Regions from separate parts of the Mus musculus genome. Here regions 2, 3 and 4 are each linked to region 1. Evidence: chromatin contacts called from public HiChIP or PLAC-seq data. All regions are on one chromosome and are shown on one strand. Each heading gives the region's core, a stretch centred on a gene start, on an enhancer-like site or on the middle of the called end of the contact. The rest is flanking DNA. Distances are from core to core; before and after follow the strand shown. Region 1 holds the start of Pcgf2 (polycomb group ring finger 2). Region 2 holds the start of Npepps (aminopeptidase puromycin sensitive). Region 3 overlaps Socs7 (suppressor of cytokine signaling 7). Region 4 overlaps Plxdc1 (plexin domain containing 1).

What was found. HiChIP or PLAC-seq counts read pairs in DNA pulled down with a chosen protein or histone mark.
Region 2: an H3K4me3 HiChIP or PLAC-seq map of embryonic stem cells shows a contact between it and region 1, with 8 times the contacts expected there. The contact joins the promoter of Npepps here to the promoter of Pcgf2 in region 1. A contact is called at or near these places in 1 of 39 promoter capture datasets (pre-B cells), 2 of 484 Hi-C or Micro-C datasets (both in embryonic stem cells), 3 of 115 datasets of contacts at active chromatin or transcription factors (embryonic stem cells, large pre-B cells and memory CD8 T cells) and 1 of 9 other capture datasets (pancreatic islet).
Region 3: a contact with region 1 is called in an H3K4me3 HiChIP or PLAC-seq map of bone marrow-derived macrophages, with 4 times the contacts expected there. The contact joins the enhancer-like site here to the promoter of Pcgf2 in region 1. A contact is called at or near these places in 8 of 39 promoter capture datasets (the 3T3-L1 cell line, embryonic stem cells, hippocampal neurons and 2 more), 2 of 484 Hi-C or Micro-C datasets (the N1E-115 cell line and embryonic stem cells), 10 of 115 datasets of contacts at active chromatin or transcription factors (bone marrow-derived macrophages, embryonic forebrain, embryonic hindbrain and 5 more) and 2 of 9 other capture datasets (adipose tissue and macrophages).
Region 4: a contact with region 1 is called in an H3K4me3 HiChIP or PLAC-seq map of the SCID.adh cell line, with 15 read pairs. The contact joins the enhancer-like site here to the promoter of Pcgf2 in region 1. A contact is called at or near these places in 2 of 39 promoter capture datasets (cranial neural crest and stem cell-derived epiblast-like cells), 1 of 15 datasets of contacts at CTCF or cohesin (the NIH/3T3 cell line) and 8 of 115 datasets of contacts at active chromatin or transcription factors (the 230-238 cell line, the SCID.adh cell line, effector CD8 T cells and 2 more).

What each region holds. Positions count from the first base shown.
Region 1 is chr11:97,695,613-97,701,867 of GRCm38.p6, forward strand. It overlaps Pcgf2 (polycomb group ring finger 2), which reads right to left and starts at 4,036. Exons shown (of 10, transcript NM_001163308.1): 1 at 3,924-4,036.
Region 2 is chr11:97,277,614-97,283,868 of GRCm38.p6, forward strand. Npepps (aminopeptidase puromycin sensitive) reads right to left here and starts at 2,963. Exons shown (of 23, transcript NM_008942.3): 1 at 2,588-2,963. The coding sequence starts at 2,845. It overlaps Gm11592 (a long non-coding RNA gene), which reads left to right and starts at 3,081. Exons shown (of 3, transcript XR_001780313.2): 1 at 3,081-3,528; 2 at 4,970-5,091; 3 at 5,613-5,696.
Region 3 is chr11:97,398,202-97,404,456 of GRCm38.p6, forward strand. It overlaps Socs7 (suppressor of cytokine signaling 7), which reads left to right. Exons shown (of 10, transcript NM_138657.4): 10 at 1-341. It also overlaps a transcript of Arhgap23 not described here. Among named protein-coding and RNA genes, the nearest start is that of Socs7, 39 kb to the left of the region's middle. Within about 2 kb of position 2,265, at least 84 of the 459 cell types and tissues checked have an H3K27ac peak or open chromatin away from gene starts, as enhancers often do. A contact at or near this core is called in the N1E-115 cell line, bone marrow-derived macrophages, embryonic stem cells and 4 more, where this site is marked.
Region 4 is chr11:97,954,686-97,960,940 of GRCm38.p6, forward strand. Plxdc1 (plexin domain containing 1) reads right to left here. Exons shown (of 14, transcript NM_028199.3): 3 at 1,738-1,881; 4 at 1,414-1,483; 5 at 716-838; 6 at 66-184. Among named protein-coding and RNA genes, the nearest start is that of Plxdc1, 29 kb to the right of the region's middle. Within about 2 kb of position 4,141, at least 62 of the 459 cell types and tissues checked have an H3K27ac peak or open chromatin away from gene starts, as enhancers often do. A contact at or near this core is called in the SCID.adh cell line and embryonic stem cells, where this site is marked.

The sequences.
Region 1 (6,255 bases), core at 2,786-5,285:
ACACACTTCATTTGCAAAGAGATACAGGTTCCTAAGAAGCCACAGGAGCCCCACACAGTCTGTCATTTTAGAGGTTTCATCCGAGAGAAGCCCCCAGCACTTTCTAAGCCCAAGGCCCTAAGGGAAGGAGATGCTATGGATGGAAAGGTTCCTTGTCTCCCCTAAGAGTAAAGAGCCTCCCTGCTCCCCATTCGCATCCCTAGGGGCCTCAGAAAGCCACCACTGGGGCTGGGGGCGGGGAGAGGCACTGATTGGCTCCTCACCTGATTGCCATGGTTACCTGCAGGGCCCTGTCAGCAGGTGCCAAGAGTGGCGGTAAACAGGAGCTCCCAGTCCCCAGAGCATCCATCCCCTCCCCACTTCCTTGCTCAGCATCAGGACCATGGTCTTTCCTTCCTGATGCAGGGGGTGGGTGGGGGCTGAGGTGCTGGTGGGGAGGACAAGGAAAGGGAATGGTGTACCACAACACTACGGAGGGGACAGCTGGGAGACACAAAGCGCCTAGAGAAGAAAAAGTGAAAGACAGTTCCCAAGAAGCAGAAAAGGGGCGGTGACCATTTGGAACTGGTGTCAATGGAGCCGGGGAAGAACCCAGTCCCTTCTACATTCCTCCAACAGCCCCTTCTGCCCCCGCCCCCAGTCTGTAGTTCTCTCTGGCTCTAGCTCCTGGCTCCCAGGGGCCCCAGGCCAGAAAGGGGCTTGGTCAGCATCTAGCACCCAGTCCCTGGCCATTTGGGCTCACAGATCTCTCCCTATGTTTCCAGCCTACAGCGGACAGACATCCCACATCTCTCCAACGAACTAGACTTTTCTTCTGTAGGTATTGGTTTCTGATACCACAGAGAGCGGGTCCTGCAGCCTCCAGGGACACCAGCTACAGCCCTCCCTTTGCCTTGCTGTGCACCAAATCAAATCAAGCCCCAGGCCACGAGAGGTCATTCAAGGTCACATCCTAGCACTTGACTAATGAGGTGGATGGGATCTTTTAAAAAATTCTTTCCCCCTTCCCTTCTCTCTCTTGCTCAGGCCCATAGTTTGTTTGTTTGTTTGTTTGTTTGTTTGTTTGTTTGTTTTGTTTCTCATTACTGATGGCTGGCTGCTGGGATTTGAACTCATGACCTCTGGAAGAGCAGTCAGGGCTCTTAACCAGCCCCCACTCCATGTGATCTTTGAAAGCACTGTTGTGAAGTCTTCTCAATTTACAGATGAAAAAAAACTTAGATGTGACTTGCCCAAGGTCACTCAGAAAAAAAAAAAACGGGCGATGCTCGGACTCAGCGGAAGAGCTGAGCAGGTGGGTAGAAGGACAGAGAGCGACTGCTGAGACGCCCATCCTGTGGGCCTGCTGAATGGGAGGCAAAAGCTAATGCCTTACACCACCTCCGCATTACAGATGGGGAAACTTAGGGCACAATGGAAACCAGAACGAGCCAGAGTATAGCATGTAGACATGAATTTCTAGCATTGGTTCCCCTCCCGGCATCATAGACCCAGCTCTGCAAGCAAATCTCATGTGTTCATGTACGAGTCAGAGGGGTTCTGCACCAGGACACAAAATCTCTTATCTTTTCTTTCTTTCTTTTTTTTTATTATTTATTTATTCTATGTAAGTACACTGTAGCTGTCTTCAGACACTCTAGAAGAGCGAGTCAGATCTCCTTATAGATGGTTGTGAGCCACCATGTGGTTGCTGGGATTTGAACTCAGGACCTTCGGAAGAGCAGTCGGGTGCTCTTACCCGTTGAGCCATCTCACCAGCCCCTCTTATCTTTTCCTAACCTTTGGCAGTGGTACAGCCCTTAGCATGGAAAAAAGATAGAAGCCTCGACCTACCACTCAGTTCCTGAAAACAGAAATAAATAAATAAATGAATAAATAAAACAGTAATAAAGAATTTACAGACAGCAGCTCAGTAAGATGCTCACATCCGGAGCCAGACACACCCCCTTCATCTCTTACATCCCCAGCACCCAGAGCCAGATAAGCCTGGTCATGCACACAGGCCAGACAGACACTTGGCCAGACACACACCACCACATACACAGCAAGGCTGGAGCCAGGCTCCTACTCCACAGATGCAGAAGTCATTTCCACCCACCCCATCACATCCCTGCCTGAAACTGGAGCCACAGACATTAACCTTCTGCGAACCTCTAGTCCTCTCAGGGCAAATTATAATTTAAGTCTTCCAGCAACAAAGACAGGTCAGCGCCCCACCACCACTCCGCTATAGGGTCCGGGGTGGGGGTAGGGGGGCGCTACAGTAGGCATCTGACCTGTATAACATGTAACCTCTTCCACTTCAGCCTCTCTCCATTCCCATGGCAACAGCTCCATCAACCACTCAGGGAGTTCCTTTCCCCCTCCCCTGCTCACCTCCCAAGCCTTCAACTTGAACAGGATCAGGCGACGCGACAGCCGGACTGGATCCTGGAGGCTGTTTCCTGCCTTATTCCAAACACAGTTCTAAGTGTGCAAGCCCCAACCTCAAACCAGGGGAACCCCTGGGAAAACCTCTCCACCAAAATGCTACAACAGAGCTGGCTTTATGCTCCTCCGATTACAGTAATAACACCTTGGAGCAGGGATGTGTGTATGTTGGGGGTGGGGGTGGGGTTGTCATGAGTTTCGGGAACAGCACAACTGCAAGAAGTCCAGAGAGGGAGGCCCAAGACTGTGAGAGCCAGCTAAGAGAAGCCCCTCCCTCAGCGAGAGGAAGACCAAAAGAGACTGAGGCAACATGGGGGATGGCGGGAGCTCGGCCGGGGGCTACGAGAGACAAAGACGCAGGGACAGCTCTAGGTAACACCTGTACATACTTAAACATATTTAAATTTACACATACACACACCCTTCTCGATCAAGCAACCACAGCAATTTTGGATAGACCCGGGAAGTGAGGGATGGAAGAGTAGGGGGCTTGCCTAGACGCCCCTGGGAGTCAGGAAGGGCGCGGGGCGTCTGCAGGCTCAGGGTTCCCCGGGTTTCAGAGCTAGCAGCGGCAGAGCTCAAGGAGAAAAGAGTAGCCGCTTCCCTTTTCGCCTCCTGTGGCAGAAGGGCCAGCTCATCAGACCCCTTGGCCACTCATGAAAAGACAGAGCATGCTAAATCTCTCCTCACTCCCGTTCTTTCCCCTCCACCCTTGCTTCCCCGCGAAGCCTAGGTCAAAGGATCAGGCACCCCCAGTGACCGAGTGGCCACTCCTTCCCTCCCTAGAGCCAAAGTTTGGTGGGGCCCCGGGAGGGAGGTAGGGAAAAGCTCAGCCGAGGTGGTTCAGGGAGGGGGCGGGGCGCCTCGCACCGGGACGAAAGGGACCTCTGGGGGAGGTGCCCAAGATCCCGACCCCAGGAGTTAGGGCGCCCTCCCTCGGCCACCAGAAAGCCAAGTCCCCTTCCTCCGGGCCTCAAGTCCTCGCGCGTCTACCACGCTCACTGCCCACTCGGGAGGCGACCCTTGCCCGACTCGAAGGGGCCGAGCCACAGTCTGCTCCAGCTTGTGGAGATCCTCGGGTCGGGGGCGGAGGGGGGGGCGAGACCCACCCTAGCGTATGTCCCCAAAGCCCTCGTGGCCGCCCGGACCCTCCCCCTCGATACCTCGCAAGCAGGGTCTTAGCAGGGGGCTGCTGCACAAAGAGGAGGTGGTCGAGGGAGACTCCAAATCGTTAAGAGGGGGAATCCACTTCGGCCATCTTGGAAGGGAGGAAAGGAAAAAAAAAGAGAGAGAGACCGGGAACGAGAGAAAGAAAGGCGGACCGGGCGAGCTTGGACAGCGGCTGGCGGGGCGGGAAGGGACGCGGGCGGCAGGCCAGGCCGGGGCTCCCGGCTCCCATTGGGGTCTGCGGGGAAAGGTGAACGGGTCCCGGTCGCCAGCCCTAGACGCTTACGAGGTAGCAAGGAGGCAAGCGCGAGTCGGCGTCCGCTTACCTGGCTTCGGGGTCCGGTGGGTCTCGGGGAGGGGGGGATGGGAGGGAGGGAGGGAAGGGAGGGGAGGGGGACCACAGCCCTGTCGCTCGCTCGGTCGGCGGGAGGGGAGAAACCTATGATAAGAAAGGAGTTTGTAAGAGCAGCTTGGGGAGGGGAGGGGACCAGAGGGGAGGGGAGGGGCCGTGGGGGGGGGCAAAATGGCTTTTTTCCTCCAGACAAGAGTAGGTCCCGCCCACTACTCACCCACGTGACCTCATTCCTTCAGGATGTTTGCAGAGAGGGAAAGAGGAGGGGGAGAGGCTAGCTCAGCTGCTCCCCACCGCCTTGCGCTGGGCTTCCCCCAAACCAAGAGGAGACCACCTCTTATCCAAGCAGATCCCTTGAACCCGGAGGAAAGGTCCTATTGTGTTACCTTCAGTCATGAAACCACCACCTCCTCCTAAAATAAGTGTGTTCTCCCCACTTCCACCGACTCTGCGATCCCTACCCTAGCTGGGGAGCTTGGAAAATGGTGAGATGCAGACTGGGCGGAAATGTGTCTCGCGGCACCCGGTGCGTCGCCGCTACCAAAGGGCGCTTGGGCGGGGGACGCGGCGCCGCTGGCCACGCGTCCGAGTGAGGTTCGCTCACTCCAGCTGAATCCCTTGGGATTCCTAAGTGCGTGTGTGATCCCCCCCCGAGCGTGACCTCACCGCCTCCCCACACCGATTCGGGGTCCTCGCACCTCGCGGGAAACGCACGGTGGCCTCGGGGCTTGGCTGTGGCCGAGGCTGGCGCGCTCAGCGTGCTCGGGCGGAGAAGAATGGAACGCAGTCCGGGGCGGGGAGAGCAGCCCGAGACACGAACTCGGGCGCCGAGCCAGAGACACAATAACTAGCCGAATTCGAGAGGCCCCGACGCAATAGGAAGCGAGGAGTCGAGAGAGGACGCGCGCCTTTTCGCCGCCGGTGCGCCTCCCTCGCGGCCGCGGAGGGGCCGGCGAGCGCGAAGGTGGCTGGTGCCAGCCCACTCCGACTGTCGCCCTCGGCTCCACCCAGCGCTCGCTCTCCGGTCCCCAGCGGCTCCGGGCCCCGGGCAGAGTAGGAAGGAGAGCTAGAAGAGACGGCGCCAAGGAAGCGAATCGATTCTGCGTTACCACAAGAACCGTGGACCTCAATAGGTCGCTCGATTTCGCTGATTCGTTACTTATGATTTATTGGGGGGTGGCCACTGTGACTGTCCCTCCAAAGAGCTCGATTATCCGGCCTGAAAAGCCTTTAAGCGCCTGGTGGGTTGGCTCGAGTAAGGAACGAATCTTTGTCGAGCCTGCCTCCTCTCCTTGTTCCAAGCCTAAAGCAGTCCCGAAGTGAGTGCTTTTATACACTGGACCGCTTATCAGGAGCCCTGTGAAGTCTGTCCGCCCAGTGACCCCACCAGCCTCAGCTCTCAGCCTGCAGAGCCGAATGACGGTGTAAAGGAAAGGCAAGAGATTTCCGCTTAGATCGGGTGGTCCAAGTGGGAGCGGAAGAGGCCCCGGGAGGATCGGTCACTTGCTTCCCAATCCCTACATCGGGTACCACGAGCTCACAGGCTACTGTGGAAAGGGGTCTCGAGTTAGACACGCCCACTGTCATCACGGCCCATGTGTCCCAGCATCTTGAACTCTGCTAGAGCAAACACAATTGCTCAACGTGAAGGGTACTGCCTGGCTACCTTTTGTTTATTGGGGTGGGTATCCATTTGCTCCTCAATTATTAAGGTCCAGTTCCAAGGAAACCGCTGGAGAGTAGGGACACACTGAAGACCCACCACCCACTAAGACTCCAATAAATCATCTATGCTGGGATATTGCTAATCCCTGTGGTTCATCGGGAGAGCCGCTGACTTAACTGTCCCAACATCGAAAGTTCTCTGTGCCAACGGCAAGTACTGTTTTAGGCACAGTAGGTAAGCTGGGCTTTGACACCGAGCAGGGCCAGCGAGGGCAATAAGCTGGAAAAGTCCCTTCTCCATGTTTGAAGCGCCAGGTGATCTGCAAACATAGAAGAGGGAGTCCACAAGAGACTTCCTTTGAGCCAAATGTCTAGAGAACGGATGGAAAGAGTCCCTTGCACATCTTCCTCCTGCCCACCTTCTCCAGTGTGCTCAGCGAACATGAAGAGCGCTTATTTTCCACCAAGTCTGTAGCTTACCCTGTCCTCTAGTTGATTGCCACACGTAGTGAGCAGTCAGAAATCAGAGGTTCCCAGAGAACAGGAACCCAGAACATCAAGGCAAGGACCAACGGGCATCTGTTGCCATCGGAAACAAGAGCAAGGAGAAAATCCCTTTTAAATGGTGGCACTAGTTAGAG
Region 2 (6,255 bases), core at 1,713-4,212, 420 kb before region 1:
CAACTAAAACAACTAAGGCAACCATGAAAAATGGTTCAATATTCCATGTAGTATGATACGAACTGCTAAGAAAGTTACCTAATGTCATTAACCAATCTAAAATTTACAATGTTTTTAATTTCCACAATGATACCACCTAATGCTACTATTCCAACATACAGCGTCAAGGATCTAGTTGCTTTAACTACTGTGAATTCTTTTATACTTCAAAAGGGACAACTAAAAAGTCTAATTATCCCTTAATCAACTTGTTAAATTTGCTATTACCCCATCTTTATGTTGCCACCTAGCCTGAAAAGACTCTCTGGGAGGAAAAAAAAATTTTTTTTGTTTTGTGTTTTTCTTTTTTGAAGATCAGAAAGGTGGCTCAGTGGGTAAAGGCATTTGCTGCCAAGACTATTGAGTTAAGCTCAATCCCGGGGCCGACATGATGGAAACACAGAACCTACTCTGAAAACCTGTCCAGTGACCTCTATGGACATGCATGCCTCGGCACTCGTGTATGCACACCCACACACACCTATGCACTCACAGTAGGACACAAAATTAAAGACGGGAATGCCTTGTTCCTTCTTTGTAAAGTCTATTCTATCAAAAAGATCCAGTTACTTCCTTGGATCAGATTCACAAATCAGCCAGACATGATGGTGTGTGTCAAGAATCTAAGCTGCTCTGGAGGTTGAGGCAAGAGACAGTGAGTTCAAGGACACTAAGTCCCGCTGCTAGGTAACATACAACCTTGTGCTTCCGCAAAGGCAGAAACCAATCTTCCACATATTATCATCTCCTTTTGTTTGTTTTGTTTTGTTTTTCAAAACAGATTTTTCTGTGTAGGTAGCTCTGGCTGACCTGGAACTCACTCTATAGTCCAGGCTGGCCTGGAACTCAGAAATCCACCTGCCTCTGCCTCCCAAGTGCTGGGAATAAAGATGTGCCCTCCAACTTGTTTCCAGCTCTTCAGAGAAGTAGGAAGAGGTAAACGTGATTACTATGGAAACTAAGCAGCCTGAGTTAGAACCCGAGATCCCATAGTGAAAGGGTAAGAGACAGAGAGTATACATACCATAGCTCCCACGCACCCCCACCCACTCACACACAAACACACTTTTAGAGGGGGGGCGGGGCGGGGGAACATGTTGCTGCTTGTTGTTCTAACATGTCCATAAACCTCAATAACCTGTAAGCAAATCTGTACTGCTTTTTCCTCAATGTCTTCACTCAGTGCGCACACCTTCCAGATTTATTAACTCGGGCCAGCTTCCTTAAAGTTAGTGTTTTCTCATAATTCAAACTCATCCCAAGTGTAGGCCCTTTCTCCAAAGGTCACAAGGCACTCTGCTGTGGACAGTGATGCTGCCAGCATCTAAGGCTGGCAAAGCCAATGTTCCAAATCTAAAAGCATACTTTTAAGTTCTGTACTTTTACACAGATTTTCAAACTCGAGTATCATACTTTCTCGGCTTTCAAATCACTCAAATTCTAGTCTACGTTTCTCTCATTTCATTGCAACACACACCCTCCCTCATCTTTTTGGTTGAGGCCTACTGGCCTGGCTTCCTCCACCACTCGTGTTCCCCAACCCCTAGCTGGGGTAGGAAAAGAAACGGAACCAATTCTATTTCCACCACTCCTGTCACAGATAGCTATCAAACAGCTCCCAATTTTCATTTCCGATCTCACGTAACACATCATACCCATGGTTATTTATCGTAACCGTTTGAGACCTCTGTGAGCCATCTATATGGATGGTCTCCGAAATCAAACAATACTGCCAGATAATGCTTCGGGGAGGAGGGAGGAGCGTATGATTCACCAAAAAAACTGCAAAGAAGAGTAATGGAATATTTTCACCAGTGGCAGGCTAAGACTGAGAGCTTTCTTTCAGAAGAGGGGACTGCTAAGCAACCGCCACTGAAGCAATAAATCCACCAGCTTCACAGGTTGCGAGAGCAAGGCGGATAGGAGAAGAGGAGCTAGGGTCCTCCGCGGCTTCTCTGGAGGTTAGGGGAGAACAAAGTCACTGCTGCACTGTCATTTGAGGGGAAGGGGGAGGGGGCGGATCATCCTGGAAACCCGGCCCCTGGGCAGGATCAGGCCGGGAGAACTCGGTGAGGCTGCCTGGGATTAACATTCTCGCTCCACTCCCCCCTGCCCCCAACCTTCTAGACTCGCCCCTCCTCGCTCTCAAGTGCCTGATGACCGCCCCTTCCAACCTATCCCCGGCGGAGTAAAGGGACGACCAGGAAAGAACGCAGTCCGCAGGGGTGCCACCGAGCAGGCAGTCCTAGCCCCTTCTAGTTCCCCAGCCCCCACCCAGCCTCTCCCGGAGCTCGGGGCCCGGAAGGCGGGGACCAGGGGCGCTGCACACAGGTGTGCTGGCCCCCCGAGGGGCGCACCGCCCGCAGACTCCCGCAGCGCGGTCCCCGCCCGGCCGGCCGGCTCGAGGGGCGCGCCGCACCCGCCTCCCGCTCGGTCCCGCGGCCCACGCGCCCAACCCGCCCCGGCCTCCAACCCAGCCCGCGGGCGCGGCCTAACTGCTCGCCCGCCCGCCCGCTGCTCGCCCCCCGGCGCCCGAGGGTCGCAGTACCTGGGCGGCGGCCTCCAGCTTGCCCTCGAAGGTGAAGTCCAGCAAATCGGGCTTGAGGCAGAGGCTGTAGTTGATGGGCGACACCTCGGCGGGCAGCCGCTCGAAGGGCCGCTTCTCCGGCATCGCGGCGAGGCCCAGGCTGTGGAGGCGGCGGCGGCGGCGAGAGGAGCGGCTGAGGAGGAGAAGGAGGGGAGGAGGCGGAGGGCCGAGGAGGAGCAGGCGGCGAGCGAGGGAGGGGACGGCGGCTGCCAGCCACATTCACCGGGCGCGGGCGACCGCCTGCCGAGAGCCGCCGGGGAGGCTGGGGCGGGGGACAGACCCAGCGGGTGCCTGGGCCGGGCGGGCGGGCGGGCGGCGGTGCGGGCGGGCTGCCTACGGGGAAGGGGGCGGAGGGGAGGGCAGGGGAGGAGGGCGGGGAGGGAGGCGGCGGCGGCTGCGTGCGCGACCCCGCGGGGCGGGCGCGACCCCGCTGAGGGCGCGCGCCGAGGGCGGGGCGGGGCGGCGAGGCCGCGGTCGGCGAACGGGGAAGGCGAGAGGAGGCGCTTGGCGCTGCACCTGTCGTCGGCCGGTGGCAGGAAAGAGCCACGAAGGGCATGGAGGAGCTCTGTGGAAAATGGAAGCCTACGCAGCGGTCAAGTCAGCGCGGGGGGGTAGGGGACGCGTGGAAAGAGCCATTCCACCTCAGCGGTGTGAGCCCGACCTGAGGCTTTTTTTTTTCCCTAGGAAATAGCCAGTTGAAGGGATGATCTGAAAACAGTTTTCCGAGGAAACACTTAGTTATTCAAGGTCGCTCCAACCAGTGAAATCTAGACCTTTTAGGAGAGTGGTTTCAAAGACTAGAAATACAGGATCCCACGATTTCATATTTAAAACAAGATGCTTCATTGCTGGGCACGGAGGCTGAGGCAGGACGATCATCATGGGCCAGCCTGGACTACAGAGTGAGTTCCAGAATGGTCTGGGCACACAGTAAGATTTTGATTAAGAAAACACAGATGATAATAATGATCAACTGTCTGTTTCCGGATTTTTCCCTTCCTGTGGTGCTAGGCTTTGAACTCAAAGCCTCTACACAGGCTGGGCAAGCGCCATGCCACTGAGCCACACCCCCACGCCCCTTGTTTTTGTTTCTGCTTTTTTAACTGAAAAGACCCTTTACCAGTTGTGACTTCTGTAAAAGTATCCTAACTGTGGCTCCCTCCATTCTGTAGTTATCTCTAAGACCTATGTTTAAATCAAGGCAAAAATATTCCTAAAAGCGTATTTCTTTTATAGAAACTTGTAAGGTAGAGTCAAAACTAAACAAGCACTGTCCTACAGACATGACACTGTGAGCCACTAGATAGAATTAAAACAACAGAAGTTATTGCACCTCATCTCCCTAGCCCAATATATTCAGATTATAATTTCATCATGTAATGCATTTTAAAGATGCTAATGAGGTGCCTGGCAGTGGTGGTACTGGCTTCTGGAGGCAGAGGCAGGCAGATCTCTCTGAGTTTGAGGCCAGCCTTCACTACAGAGTGAGTTCTAGGACAGCCAGGGCAACACATGGCTAATGCCTACTGTATTGGGCAGCACAGTTGTGGATCCTCAACCTGCCCTGCTTTCCTCCAAAAATCCTACGTGCTTTTTAGAAACACAGATGCAATTCTTAAAGAGACGGGCCTTTAATATGTCTGGAATACTTGCTAACACTTTACACGTTCATTTTATCTCTCAGACGCTCTGTGAGGTGGACCCCCAACCTGTTTTATATATGCAAAAACAGGCACATAGAAAGATCATGACTTGCTCTAGACCTGTGTACAGCTAATAATTGGTGGAGCTGGAATTGAGACCCAGTTGTTTCTGGTTTTCTCCTTGAGAACATTATAAACAGCTTCCTTCATAATTCTGCCAGTTTGGTTTATTCTAATCCAACTGTGTATGATCTCCTCAAAATGTTTGCATTTAAAAAAAAAAAAAAAAACAAAAGGCTTCCTCCTGTCAAAGCAAAATTGATTTATAACCATCTAAGGCTGCCTATGAGCTGTTTACCCTTTAACATCAATTCTACAGTCTAACTCGATTACTGTCTAGCCCTCACAGATTGCTAATTTGCTCAGGAATGAGTGTTTCAGTGGCCTGCTCATCCGTTTTTGTGAAATGTGCGCCCCTCCCTTCCCTCACCTTGCCAGGAAGAGTTCCATTGCAGAACTCCACCCTGCTCTAGCCCTTTCCGATTAGCTCCGGAACTCTGCCGATTCATGTGGACTTGGTCTTATGTTTTGCAATTGAATATTAGGTTTGTAGATCTTTGTAGGATGAGCTAGCAAGAGCTGGCTTGCTTTTTTTTTTATTTTGTTTTTAATGTTTTTTTTTTTTTTTCCTCTTGGACAGGGTTTCACTCTATAGCCTATGCTGGCCTCAAAATCACTATATAGAGCAGCCTGGCACGGAGCCTTTCAGCAGTTTTCCTGCCTCAGCCTTACAGGCAGCAGCAGCAGCCCCACCACCAGTTGGTTTGTTTCCCTATTTTATTTTCCATTTCTCCTCCTCTACTTTTCTATCTTTCTTTCTTTTTCAAAAACAGGGTCTCACTATATAGCCCTGGCTAGCATGAAATTAACTATGAAAACTGGTTGGCACTTAACTCTCAAAGATCTGCCCATCTGTGCTTCCCAAGTGCTAGAATTAAAGTCCTAAACCACCGTGCCCTGTTGTTTCTTCTCTTTAAGGCAGGCTCTCACACTGAGGCCTCAGCCTTTGGGGTGCCGGGATTGCAGACTTGAGCCACCACTCCTCAGTCTTTTCATTTTCCTTCTGATTCATTTACTTTTCAAAGAGCTCACTCTCTACTTCTTTTATTGCTTTCAGTACTAGGCCCTGAGCAAAGTGCATCTTGGTTGCTATTGAGCCAACTAAACAATAGGCCAAGAGAGAATTCTTCTTCAGTCTGTGCTGTCTCTCCTGTACAAAAAAAATCTGTCCCACAGGGAAACTGTGAACCTACAACTATAGACAATCTTTTATTAAATCACAGGATTAAGAATGGCGATGCGTGGGCTGGTGAGATGGCTCAGCGGTTAAGAGTGCCGGCTGCTCTTCCAAAGGTCCTGAGTTCAAATCCTAGCAACCACATGGTGGCTCACAACCATCCGTAACGAAATCTGATGCGCTCTTCTGGAGTGTCTGAAGACAGCTACAGTGTGCTTACATATAATAAATAAAAAAATAAGAATGGCGATGCGTACGCCAGGCATGGTGGTGCACGCCTTTAATCCCAGCACTCAGGAGACAGAGGCAGGTGGATTTCTGAGTTTGAGGCCAGCCTCGTCTACAAAGTGAGTTCCAGGACAGCCAGGACTATACAGAGAAACCCTGTCTCAAAAAACCAAAAAATAAATAAATAAAATAAACAAAAAAAAAAAAACCAACAACAACAAAAAAACAAAACAAAGGCCTCTTCTTCTAGTCTATAAGCGTCAATAAAAACTTGGGGGCGAGGTGGAGAACTAGAGAGATGGCTCAGTGGTTAAGAGCACTGTCTGTTCTTCCAGAGAACCTAGGTCAGTTCCCAGCAATCACATGGCAGCTCACAACTGTTAATTCCTCCTATTCTAGGGGATCTGACACCCTCCAAGGGACATACATGCAGTCAAAACACCAATGTACATAAAATAAAA
Region 3 (6,255 bases), core at 1,015-3,514, 300 kb before region 1:
AAGATGTTTTGATATAAACAAAACAAATGCACTTTGGGTGTGTTTTGGTATTTTTCTGGGCATAGAGGGGTGGGTGTTGGGATGTCCCTGTAGATTAGTTCCAGAGTGGGGTGTCTGTAAATACTGTACTAATAGGCATGTGTGACTCTTGTAAAGGGACATTAGTAGCTGCTGCAGGTCCTGTTTGGAAACTGTGTGTATAATTCCCGGTTTTTTGTAAGTGTCAGCGCGGGAGACATTTGACTCTTGTGTTTGTATCTCCTTTTTATGATTGCTGTACCGACCCATGTCTTTTTGGGGAGGGATGAAAAGAGATTTGAAATAAAAATGTTTAGAAATGATCTGTTACTTGGCTTTGTTTTTAGTCTCTCTCCTGACTCTTCACTCTCTGTCAGGCATGGGTCCCTGCACTGGCAGCCATGCAGAACACAGCCAGTACTGTCTCCAAAGCACGGTTGTTGGAAAATTCCTAAGACTGAAACAGGCCACTTCCCAGAGCTGCCCTAGGAAGTGCAGGAGCATTCCGGAGAACCTTGGGAAGGGTGGGCAGGTGCCCAGAGTCTTCCTGTCAGGGTGAGCAGTGGCTCAGGGTGGACTGGCACATTTTACTGTGGCAGCAACCATCCTGGTGAGGCTGGCTGTAAGGCTGGCTTGCTGCTTTTTCATTTTGCCCTCCCAGCTCCTGGGCAAGGCCTGTTGCTTTCCTTAATACCTCAGGTGTGTTCTGGGAACTACTTTAACCCCTATCTACCCTCTCCCTCTCTCTCCTTTTTTTTTTTTTTTAAGATTTATTATTTATAAGTACACTTGTAGCTGTCTTCAGACACACCAGAAGAGGGCGTCAGATCCCATTACAGATGGTTGTGAACCACCATGTGGTTGCTGGGACTTGAACTCAGGACCTTCAGAAGAGCAGTCCGTGCTCTTAACCGCTGAGCCATCTCTCCAGCCCTCCCTTCTCCCTCTTATCCTGCTTCCTGCTTGAGGGGCCATTGGGCTACCTGGAAATTGTCTGCAGGTTTCCTGCTGAATTCTCTGGGAAGCCACTTCCCTAAGTGAATCACAGGGGGACTTCTAGGAGTCTCCGTGTAGCCCTGGCTGTCCTGGGACTTGCTCTATAGGCCAGGCTGGTCTTGAACTCAGAGATCTGTCTGCCTCTGCCTCCATGAAGGTATGTGCCACCACCACCACCTGGCCAGGCAGTCCCCTTTTTATCCAAACAGTTTCAGCAATTTACCAAGAGCTCTTGCTTCCTGCTTCCTCCCTCCAATTCTTTTTTTTTTAAGATTTATTTATTATATGTAAGTACACTGTAGTTGTCTTAAGATACACCAGAAGAGGGCGTCAGATCTCGTTACGGATGGTTGTAGCCCCATGTGGTTGCTGGGATTTGAACTCAGGACCTTTGGAAGAGCAGTCAGCGCCCTTAACCACTGAGCCATCTCACCAGCCCCCCTCCCTCCGATTCTTAAAAAAACAAAAAAATTCCAGGGGCTGGAAAGAAGGCTCTGTAGCTAACAGCACTGTTCTTGCAGGGGACCCAGGTTTGGGTTCTCAGCACCCAAACCTCAGACATGGTGGCTCTCAGCCATCTGTAATTCCGAACCAGGGTGTTTGAGTCTTTCTTCTGGCCTCCACTGGACACCAGACACAGCTGGTACAGATACAGACTTGCAGACAAAACATTCATATAAGCCTTTAATGTGGTGGTGGTGGCGCACGCCTTTAATCCCGGCACTTGGGAGGCAGAGGCAGGCAGATTTCTGAGTGAGTTCCAGGACAGGCTACACAGAGAAACCCTGTCTTGAAAAAAACAAAACAAAACAAAAACAAAACATTCATATACATAAATCTTAAAAAATAAAATTCCTTCTAGTCAGGCATGGTGGCACATGCCTTTAATCCTAGCACTCGGGATGCAGAGGTAAGTGGATCTCTTATGACTTCAAGGCCAATCAGAGTTACACAGTGACTCCCTGTCTAAAAAACAATCCACCCCCCCCCCAAAAAAAAAAAAAAACCAACAAACTCCAAGCCACATGTGAGGGCCTGTGAAAAGGTTTAGCAGGTACGGTACTTGTTGCCAAGGCAACCTGAGTTCAATCCTTGGAATCTATACGATGGACTTGGCTGTGGTTGGCCAAACTGAACCAGGCAGTGAACCCTCAACAGGGAAGGGAATGCCGAGGAGGCATCCCGCTGGACGCAGGACAGGATCTTCGAGTCACCCGGTTCTGGGGCTCGGGCTGGAGGCGTGGCGACCGGGAGTCGCGGGGGTGAGGGTGGGGTCTACCACGAGGTTGCGAGGGAGGAAGAGTGGGCGTAGCCGAGTGCGCCTTTGAGCTGCTTCTGCCACCTAGTGGCTCTTCTGAGCCAGGCCACCCAGCTGCAGTTTGGTGAGGCTGGGATAAATATTCACAAACAGCATCTCCAGTCCTGGTCTGTGGCCGGATTTCTCCTTGGCTAGTTGGGGACCCTGGCTTGTCCCGAATCCTCTACCTGACGCGAGGGACAAAATCCTTTCTAAGATGCAGGAAGAGCCATGTTTTTTTAGACTCACTGGCGATGTATAGAGCTGAGACTGACAACCCTACCCTATGGTGGGTGCCACCCTCACTCCCCGACTTGACGATGGCCAATGACAGATGCTGGGACCCCTGCCCGGCTTGGTATCATCTTAGGATTCGGTGTAATTCTCTAAATATATGTTGTTCTGTGTCTCCTCCAGCCTCCCTCGCCTCCTCCTGGGGGGTGGGGGGGACACGTGCGGGGGGGGGGGGGATTTGCCCTCTTGTCTCTAAGATGACAAGAGACAGCAGGCACTGGAGACCTGCTGGAGAAGGCCAACAGGGCCTGTGCATCTATCTCCTGGGTCTCTTGTCCAGCCCTTGCCTACGGGAGAAGGCGGTTTGTACTGAAGTCTTCATTGCATCATGTCAGGGCAGATGCAAGGATTTGGGGAGGGGCTAGGAGGGTGAAGAGCTTCGGGAGGGATCCAGTGGTAGTCAGATGAAGGGGGCGGGGCTGGGGCTGGGCTGTCAGGCATCCAGGGACACCTGTGTACACTCTCTGGTGCCTGCCACCTTCCCCGACTGACACCCACTTCACTCTCCAGGCCTGGCAGCCTCAGCTGCACCCGACCAGATTGCATCATGCCTGGCTTTGTTCTCACAGACAGCAGGTGCAGGAGGAGCAGCCTCTTCCCTCTCATCCTTTCCACTCCCTCCCAGGCCACCCTCCTTTCTCCCTTCAGGGCTCTCTACTTGCTATTAGAGGGAAGAAGGCAGAGTAGGCTATACCACTGTGGTCCTCAAAAAAGCAACACCAGGTGGCATAGCAGAATATGGACTATCAGAATTAAATGACAAGGTCAGAACCGTTCTCTTGCTTCTAAAGCTAAAAATAACGAGCTGAATTAATTCAACCCTTGTAGGAAGTATGAATCGTATGTGGCTCATTCATGTGGACCTAGAACTTCCTGCCCCTATTTTTGTATAATCTTTTCTACAATCCTGTGAGATGGTGCCACTGTCACCTGTTTTGTGCCAGAGTGCAGAGAGGTGACAATACAAGAAGACCACAGGGCCACTCGGGCCCTTGGACTTGAATCTTGGTCTATTTTCTTTTAGACAGACTTAAAGGACGACCAAGAGATGGTTGGGAAATTCCATGCTGACTGAGCCTGAACATTTTCTTTAAAAGGAGTCTTGAAACTGGGAACAGTGACTCATGCCTACATTCCTAGCACTTGAAGCTGCAGGAGGAGGTGCCATGAGTTCAAGATCAGCCTGAGCTTCATAGTGAGTTTGAGGCCAGCCTAGGTTACAGAGTGAGACCTTGTCTGAAAATGTTAGAAAGCCAAATGGGTGGTGGTGTGCCCAGCACACTCCTCAGGAGATAAGGGTTCCTTCTTGTCTCTTAATTTGAGCAAACAACTAATGTGAGCTACCTACTGAGAAACCTGGCTGTGCCTGCCCAGTTGGCCACTGCTTCTTCACTCTGGTGGTGCTGTATGTAGGCTTTGACTTAGGCAGGGTGTGAAAGGGTACGAGTGTGTCCAGATGTATGCCCCCAACCCACCTCTGGCCACACCTCCCACACCTCCACCCTTGCCACCACTGCCTCTGCCAGGGATGTTAGTTGGGCTAGTAGGATTCTATATAATGACCCCAAAGGCTGGGCAAAGATGGTAGATGGTACTGTTCCTTCTCTTTATAAGGACTATTTGTAAATCTTCCTATGGTGTTCAGAGTGTGGTGGGAGGGTTGGGAGGTTGTATACTTGTTTTCCCCGTGACAGGATTTCTCTGTGTAGCCCTGGCTGTTCTGGAATGTGCTCTGTAGACCAGGCTGGCCTCGAACTCCCGGCTTTGGAGTGTTGAGAATTTAACATTGGACTTTGACAGCCAAGCTGGCATGAATTTGACTAACAGGACTCTGTTTCTCAGAGCCAGACCTGCATATTTAGGGGTTGACCTTGCAAAGCACTGGCCGAGCAGCAGCCTGGAAATGGGGGTGGCCGCTGCACCCTGCTTTCATTTCCTGGTCATTGAGAGAAAAGGAGAGGGAAGCCAATGGGAAGGAACATAGTCTGGCTTCTGCAGCCAGAGTCCAGCTCCTCCAGGGTCTGGGAGAGGCCAGCTGGGGGGTGGGAGCATGCTTGCTCGCTGACACTCCTGTCTTTTTAGTCCAGGACAGACTTCCTATAAAGAGACAAAGGATCCATTGACCCCATAGCCTTGTGACACTACCCAAGATTGTCTTCTCTCTCCAGGCAGCCAGCAGGGCCCTCGGGTAGCAGACAGGAGCTATGAGGCCACCTAGATGGCATGACAGGGAAGCTGAGAGAGGCTACAGTCAGCTGGGTGGGGAAAGTGGGGAGTCCCTGGGGGTGGGGGTGGGGCAAGGCTAGCTTCTGGGACCCCTACTGCTATCTGGCCCTGGGGTTCATGGGTTGGGGAGCAAATTCCCTCATAGCCTGCAGTAGATAGGCATGGGAAGGGCTAGAGAGTCCAACTGCCTTACCAAATAAACCAGCTGAATGCTGGCTCAGGTCTCCCTGCCCCCATAGGCCCAACACGCCCCAGCCTATAAAGCCCCCTTTGTCTGGTAGGCTGAGTCTTAACTCTCCATTTTAGCTTCCCACTCCTGTCTCCCTCATCCTCTGATGCCTGACACAGAGAGGAGGACTGGATGAAAAATGTGAGGCCAATTTCTTATCAGCCTGGACACTGGCTTGGGCATCATCAGCCAGCTCCTGCATATGAATGTTAGAAATCCCACTACTGCATTCAAGGCAGGTGAATGGCCTCCCTGTCTTCTCTGGACTCCACTCCTGCCTTGGAGCAGAACACAACACCCACCTCATTTATGCTCATTCATGTGATGTCTGTCTCAGTTTGGTCCTGCTCTGTCCATGACAAGGGACACCTTGGTTTTGGTTGCCAAAGAGGGAGTCCCTTGGCCCTCTTCACCAGGGTTGGTGGGCATTATACTTTTCAGCATCTGGGATTCAAAAACCCCTTCTTGATAGAGGGTAAACAGGTCATCATAGGGTTGGCACATGGCTGGGGCATGGCACGTTGGGTGGGCGACAGGAATCTCCATCCATCTCTGCTCCCCACCCCCATATGACAGCCAAAGTCCTTAGGGCACATTTACAGAAAAGCTGGACCTTGGCAACAAGGAACTACCTCTGCCAGCTGCCTGTTCTCACTGCCATCGCCCCGTGGAGGGCCACAGTGCCTGCCTGTGTTCAGTAGTCCGTGGGTATGTCTGCAGGCTCTCAATCTCTTTAAGTGGCCCATTGCCATTTGGGCCATCGGGTCAGCTCTGCCACCAAACATCTTGGTTCCCTTGGTCAAACTCCTTTCCTGACTAGCAGAATCTTCTCCCCATTGAAGAGACCCCAGGACAGGCAGCTCGGGATGTGGAGGCAGGAGAAACCCCTGGATATGTTAGGCCCCGGGATGCACTGTGTGTGTATATATATATGTGTGTGTGTGTGTGTGTGTGTGTGTGTGTGTGTGTGTGTGTCTCAGTGAGACTCCGCGCAGCTGGTAGCGGGTGCCTTCGGGTACGAAGTGTGAGCTCGTGGAACGCAGCCCCCACCCGGACTGGGGGAGACGGCGGAGCCCGCGGAGGGGCGGAGTCTGCGGCGGGGCGGAGCCCGGGGCGGGAGGGCTGGGGCGGGGGAGTCCAGGCGCTCCTGGCGTGGCTCGCGGTCGCCGGGTGCAGCTGCCCGGCCAGAGTGCAT
Region 4 (6,255 bases), core at 2,891-5,390, 260 kb after region 1:
CCCCCACACTACAGCTCCTCTACAAAGCTTTGCTGCATGAATGACAGGCTCTAAAACATACTCACCTCTTTGTAGCCGAAGACAATGCGGCCATCTCGGTGTAGGGCCGCCTGGAAGGTGAAGCTGCCCCTGTCCTCCCGGTCCTGGAGGTAAACATGATCCCACTGAACCACAAAAACGGTCCCTGGGGAAGAGAACAGAGTCTTGGCTGAACAGGGAGACAGTGCAGGGGACCCAGCAGATATCGTGGTGGTCGGAGATGGGAGCCATTTGTGAGTTTGAGAAGCGGGAACTAAGCAACCCACAGACACCAGCCTGGTTTCCGAGTCATAGAGGCCCCCAAAAGATCCTGTTTCTGCTCTAGCTCTCCAAATTGCTCATCTCTTATGATGTGCACACCTCTCTCTTGCCTCTCCTGATTCCTGGAGACAAAAGGAGAACATGGAAATGCCTGTCTCCTACATGAGTGGGGGCTCATGGTTGTAAGAAGCAGAGGACACCCCCTCCCCGAAAGGTTTGGCACCCTCATCTGGCTCAACAAGGCTAGACAGCACCACCTCAGTTCCCTTCTTTCAGATGAGAAGACAGCACAGGGTAGAAGGAAAGGTGGCTGCCTGCCTGTGTGACTGTGGGCTGAGGGCTCCCAGGAAGTGGTTAGACCAGGAACACCCACCCCGGTGCTGGGTGAACTATATACTCTAAGATCTGACCTCACCATTGTCAAAGTAAGCAACCGTGGAGTTGTCAGAGTAGCCGGGGTTGAAGTTGGCCATCAGGGGTGCCACATACTGCGTAGCTGTGAGCATCCGGTGGAGCATGTCCCCCATGAAGATGAAGCCTAAGGAGAGAGAAGTTTGGAGGTATCAGAGATGGGTCAAAAAGTTACCTCTAGGGTCTCCCCCATCCCCCCACTGGCAGGGGCTAGAAAAGAGTCTGATGGCTTCAACCCCTCCCTACCCAGTGGGCTCTGTACTTGGTGAGATAGAAAAATGGCCCAGATTAGAGAATGCTTGCCCCATATCTCTGGATAGGCACAGATTACAAGCACAAGGGGTGGGAGAAGGGAGAGGAAGTGACTCCCAACCTCTCCTGTTTCAGGAAATAGGATGAAAGTAACAGGAAGTCAGAGAGGTCCTCGGATCAGGGGACCTGAGTCCTTGATCCCTCGGTCTCCGAAAAAGAGACCCCAGAGGTCCACATGCCAGCTGTTTGGGCCCAGAGTAATGAACTCATGCTCAGAGTCCCACAGGCAGGCACGCACACAGATCATCTGATTTGGGTGGGGCAATTGAGACAGTCCCTGAGTTCCTCCCTCCCTCACCCACCTATCCACCACCTGTTTTCAGTGAGTCCCTCTCTGAGTCAGGCTGAGACCTCCACGTCCTCCCCCCAACCTCATTGGTTTGTCCTTACCTCCGGTTGCTATGGTGATCTGCCGCAGAGGATGCCCATAGAAAGGGAAATCAAAGGACAAGACCACTCTCTGCAGGGACAGGAGAGAGTCCCCATGGGTGGTACTGCCTGCCAGACACAGGTCACCCTCCCTACACCAGACTTATCTGAACAATGTGGGCACCAGCATATCCAGGGGATGGCTCCTAGGATGACAGCTGGGTACCCCACTGAGCTTCCTCTGACTGAACCCGCTCCAATTACAAATCTCAGGCCATAGCCCCATGTACTCCCAGGCCGCCATTGCTGGCCTAGCCCCGAGTCCTGTTAGGCCTAGGCACTCACTGAAGCCTGTCGGTGAGAACTGGAGAGGATCCTGTGGATCTTCACATGACTCCGGTTGGCCACAGCCAGGTCCACCCACAGATCCTGGCTTTGTTTCTCACCAGGGCCGTAGACACGGGACACGTAGTAGTTATGGTTGTCCTCCTGCGGGGACAGAGACAGAGCCTAGAGGTGGCGTGAGGAGCCAGGCAAGCTGGGCACCATCCTCTGCTTCTCCCTACTCAGACTTCCCAATATCCTCCTGGCCCAGCGCACCTGACTGAATGCTTTAGGCCTGAAAGTCCCTGCAACACCCTTGGTGTCTCTCCCAAGCCATTCCTCAACAAGTCTGGCCGTTGCTCCACGTATACTCAGCCCTGTCCTGTCCAGACAAGCCAGAGTTATCCTGTAACTCTAAATGTTTCAGAGCATGATGAAGGGCAAGATCAGTATTGGGGACATGATGGAGAAGCCCCAGATAAAGCCTTCATTTCAAGGACCATGCCTAGATCACAGAGGACATAATCTCTGACCTGCCTAAGAAAAGAGAGAAAATACAACAGCTATAACAACTAGGTCTTAGATGTCTAATGGAGAAGGTAGTCGCCAGAGTTGCTAGTCTGATGGCGGAGGCAGGACACAGGCAATGGAACCCAGGCACAGAGGCAAGAGCAGAACAGAAAACAGTAGTGCCTGTTCTCTGTGGTCACCAGATGGAGGAGAGAAGTGAGGAGTTCCTCAGGGGATAATTTCACATCTCCCTGTGTGGCTGATGCAGATACCACAGCAGGCTGGGTTTCTTTCCAAAGTCTCCCTCAGAGGAGCATCTGGGGCCAACCCTTATAGCAGGCCAGGGAAAGCCAGTGAGCTGGGCTGTCTCAGCACTGCCTGGAGCTGTCCCAAAAGCACCTCACAGGAGGCAGCATCAGGGAGGTCAAAGGCTCCCAAGGCTACCTCGGCTACGGTGATGCCCCGGGCATCATGGATCATTAATCAGGCTGCAGACACAACAGAGCAAACCGTGTTCTTCCTGCTGAGCAAGCCAACTGCCAGTGCTTGGCCTGAGCCCAGTGGAAGCTGGGAAGTGGGGCCCTGGCCACTGTATGCCTGCAGAGAGGCAGAGCATGGCTCCCTGTGACAAGCAATTCCCTGTGAGAACATTTTGGAGCTCTAGGGTTGGGGTGGGCTAAGGGTGGGGGGGGTAAGTAAAGAAACATGGGATGGGGGGATTCTGCTGGAACCACCTGCTTTTGCCAGGCTACACTCCCATTTCAAACAAAATAGTTTAATAAAGGCCAGCTCTGGCTGGAGAGACGGTTCACTCCACACTAACAGTGCTTACTGCTCCGTCAGAGGACCAGGGTTCAGTTCCCAGCATCCACACTGCGGGGTTCACAGTCACCTGCAAACGCCAGCTCTGAGGGACCTGGTCTCTGTGGGCACCACGTGCACATACACATAAATAAAAAGACAATAAATCTTTAAAAAAATAGAGCTTAAAATTTTGAAAAAAAAAAAGAAAATCAGCCCCCACTCCCCTCACCCCAACTTGTTGGTTTCATTTTGGTTTGCTTTTGAGACAGGGTTTCTCTGTGTAGCCCTGGCTAGCTTCTGTAGACCAGACTGGCCTCAAACTCACAGAGATCCTGCCTCTGCCTCCCAAGGGCTGGGATTGAAGGCGTGCGCCACTACTATACAGGTTGATTTTAACACAGGGTCTCAATCGAGTAGCTGAGGTTGGCCTAGAACTTGCTGAGGTTGGCCTAGAACTTGCTACGTAGCCAAGACTGGTCTTGAACTCCCAATTCTCCTGCTTCTACCTCTCAAGTGCTTAGGATTTCAGGCATGTGCAACCATGCAGCCTTAGATGACTGCTCCTGCTTCAACGTCAGCCCCTGACATGCAGAAACAAGGGAGTCACCTCTGTACCTTTGGACCAAGGTTCTCCCTCACCTGATCAGTGCTCAACAAGTGTGTGGGCGTCAGGTGGCACGTGTTTCTAATCCCAGGGACTTGGAAGGCTAAGACAGGAGGCTCACGAGTTCAAGGCCAGCCAGAGCTACATAGAGTCTGGGACAACCCAGGTAACTTGTTGAGCCTCTGCCTCAAAATACAAGGAATAATAAATAAATAAGCAAACACAAAGCAAGTGAAAGCCCAGCTTGGGACCCAGCTCAGCGTGAGAGCACATGCAAGGTGCAGGGTTTGTTGCCCAGCAACAGAAGAAATTCCAACAAACTGCATTTGAGGCACAATATGCCCTCTTATGACTAAGAGACCAGTGAGGAATGGGTTGCGAATTTGAAAATAAACCTGCCTCATCAAAACTCAGGCTGAAGGCCTGGCTGGCTCTGAAGGGGAGGAGTGGGAAGGACATTCCATTCCTTGGGCATGCTGCGGTGGCTTTAAGCTCAGCCTCCCTAAAGGTGTGTCCAATCCCATTCTCCAGCATCCACAAAGGTGACCTTCCTAGAAACAGAGTCTCTTCAAGTAAGTAGAGTCAAGGTCACCCTGGATTAGAGAAGTTTGATTCAATGGCTGCTGTCTCTGTTGTTGTTGTTGTTGACGACATGGTCTCTCTGTGTGACCCTGGCTATCCTGAAACTCACTCAGTAGACCAGGCTAACCTCAAACTCAGAGATCCACTTGCCTGCTTCGAATAAAGGCATCACCACCACAGCCCAGATGCTATCTTTATCTCTGGAGGGCAAGAGCCAGACAGAGGAAATGAGACCCAGGAAGTCATGTGATCGCAGAGGCAGAGACTGGACTGATGTCCTTAGGCCAAGGAGGGCCAGGGATGCCCAGGAGTCGCCAGGAGCTAAGAGGCTGGCAGGAGTGGCTCTTCCCAGGGCCTCCAGAAGGAGAGTGGCTTCAGACTCTAGGCCCGGGAGAGAATAAATGTCTTACAGCAGAAAATGAATTCAGGTACCCTCAGCTGTAAGCTGCTGTGGTTCCGTGGGGGCAGCCTGGAGTTGTTTGCCTCCCTCCCTGTCACTCCCCTGCTTAGGACACCCTGGCGCTCAGTTAGAGAGAATGAATGTTGGACCTCTTACCACAGTGTGCTAGGCCCTGTGGGCCAGAGCCTGGCGTTGCCTAGACAACGTGCATTCCAGATTCCTTGTCACTAACGGAGCATCAGAGTAAGCAATATGTCCAGCATACAACAGCACAACAGAAAACAAACAACTGGCTATGGAGATTTTAATGGGGTCTTTGGGAAGAAATCCAATTTAACTGCTTGTCCCTGTTAGCTTTTTCCTCCTCCTCCTCCTCCTCCTCCTCCTCCTCTTCCTCCTCCTCCTCTTCCTCCTCCTCCTCCTCCTCTTCCTCCTCCTCCTCCTCCTCTTCCTCCTCCTCCTCCTCCTCTTCTTCCTCCTCCTCCAGTCTGGCATGCAGACCTGATAGCTGGAGCTCCAAAAACCACATTGTAAGTTTAAGGGCAGGTACCACATCCTAAGGATGGAAGGGTACAGAGCTGGGTGGGGCCTAGGTTTTTGATGACACGTTGGAAGGATGGCTCTTAAGTCTCTGACGCCTGTCACCTAAACAAACTTTAGATGGCAGTGGTCTGATCCTGTGCCCACCCCCACTCCTGCACCCCCCTTTTTCTCCCTCTTTACTGGGTGTCTCTCTGTTCTGGAAATCATCAACACTTGTCTGCCTCAGGGCCTTGGTGTCTTCGGTCCCTAAAATTTTTTTTTCCATGATCCAAAAAGGCCTGGTACAAATCCCTGAAGTCCCAGAACTACAGCCATCCTCAACTACAGTGAGTTTGAGGCTAGCCTGGGCTACATGAGACCCTGTCTGGGGCGAGAGTGGAGTAATTGGCTGCTCAGTAAGTGCTCAATCCCTTAAGAGGCTAGCCCACACTCTGAGCTATCTGATCTGGCTTCTTCAAGTTTTCTTTCATTAAGATGTACGTACTTCTGGGCTGAAGATGAGATGGCTCAGCTGTTAGAGGATAGGCTTACAACCAACAACATAAGGTTTACTTCCTTCACGTGTGTGAGTGTTTTGCTTGCATATATGTCTGGGTACCAGGTGTGTGCACAGTGCCAAAAGAGGCCAGGAGAGGTTAGCAGATCTCCTGGAACTGGAGTTATAGACGATTGTGAGCCATGATGTGGGTGCTGGGAATTGAACATGGGACCTGCAGAGGAGCAGGAGTGTCCTTAACCTCTGAGCCACCTCTCCGGCCTTTTTAAAGGACTCTTATACCCATAGGATATGAGTTCCTTCAGGTCAGGGGTTGCATTCCTTAGGGAGCTCTGGCCCAGAGCAGGGCTGGCTGAGCAGGACCCAGGACTCAGTTCAAGGCCTGCACAAGCTCTGTCTGTTTTGCAGCTTCTATCATTGGCTCTCGACATGGATCGTGTTAACATGCAGGTGTGACAGCAGGAGAAAACAGGGTTTCGGGGACTTGGGCAGCCGTGTTGAGGGTGATGACACACGGTAACTGAGAGAAGAGTCAGACTCTGTCAGCCTGCTTTTCAGGACTCACAAGGCAAGAGCGTCCCCAAACCTGGGAGGAAAACT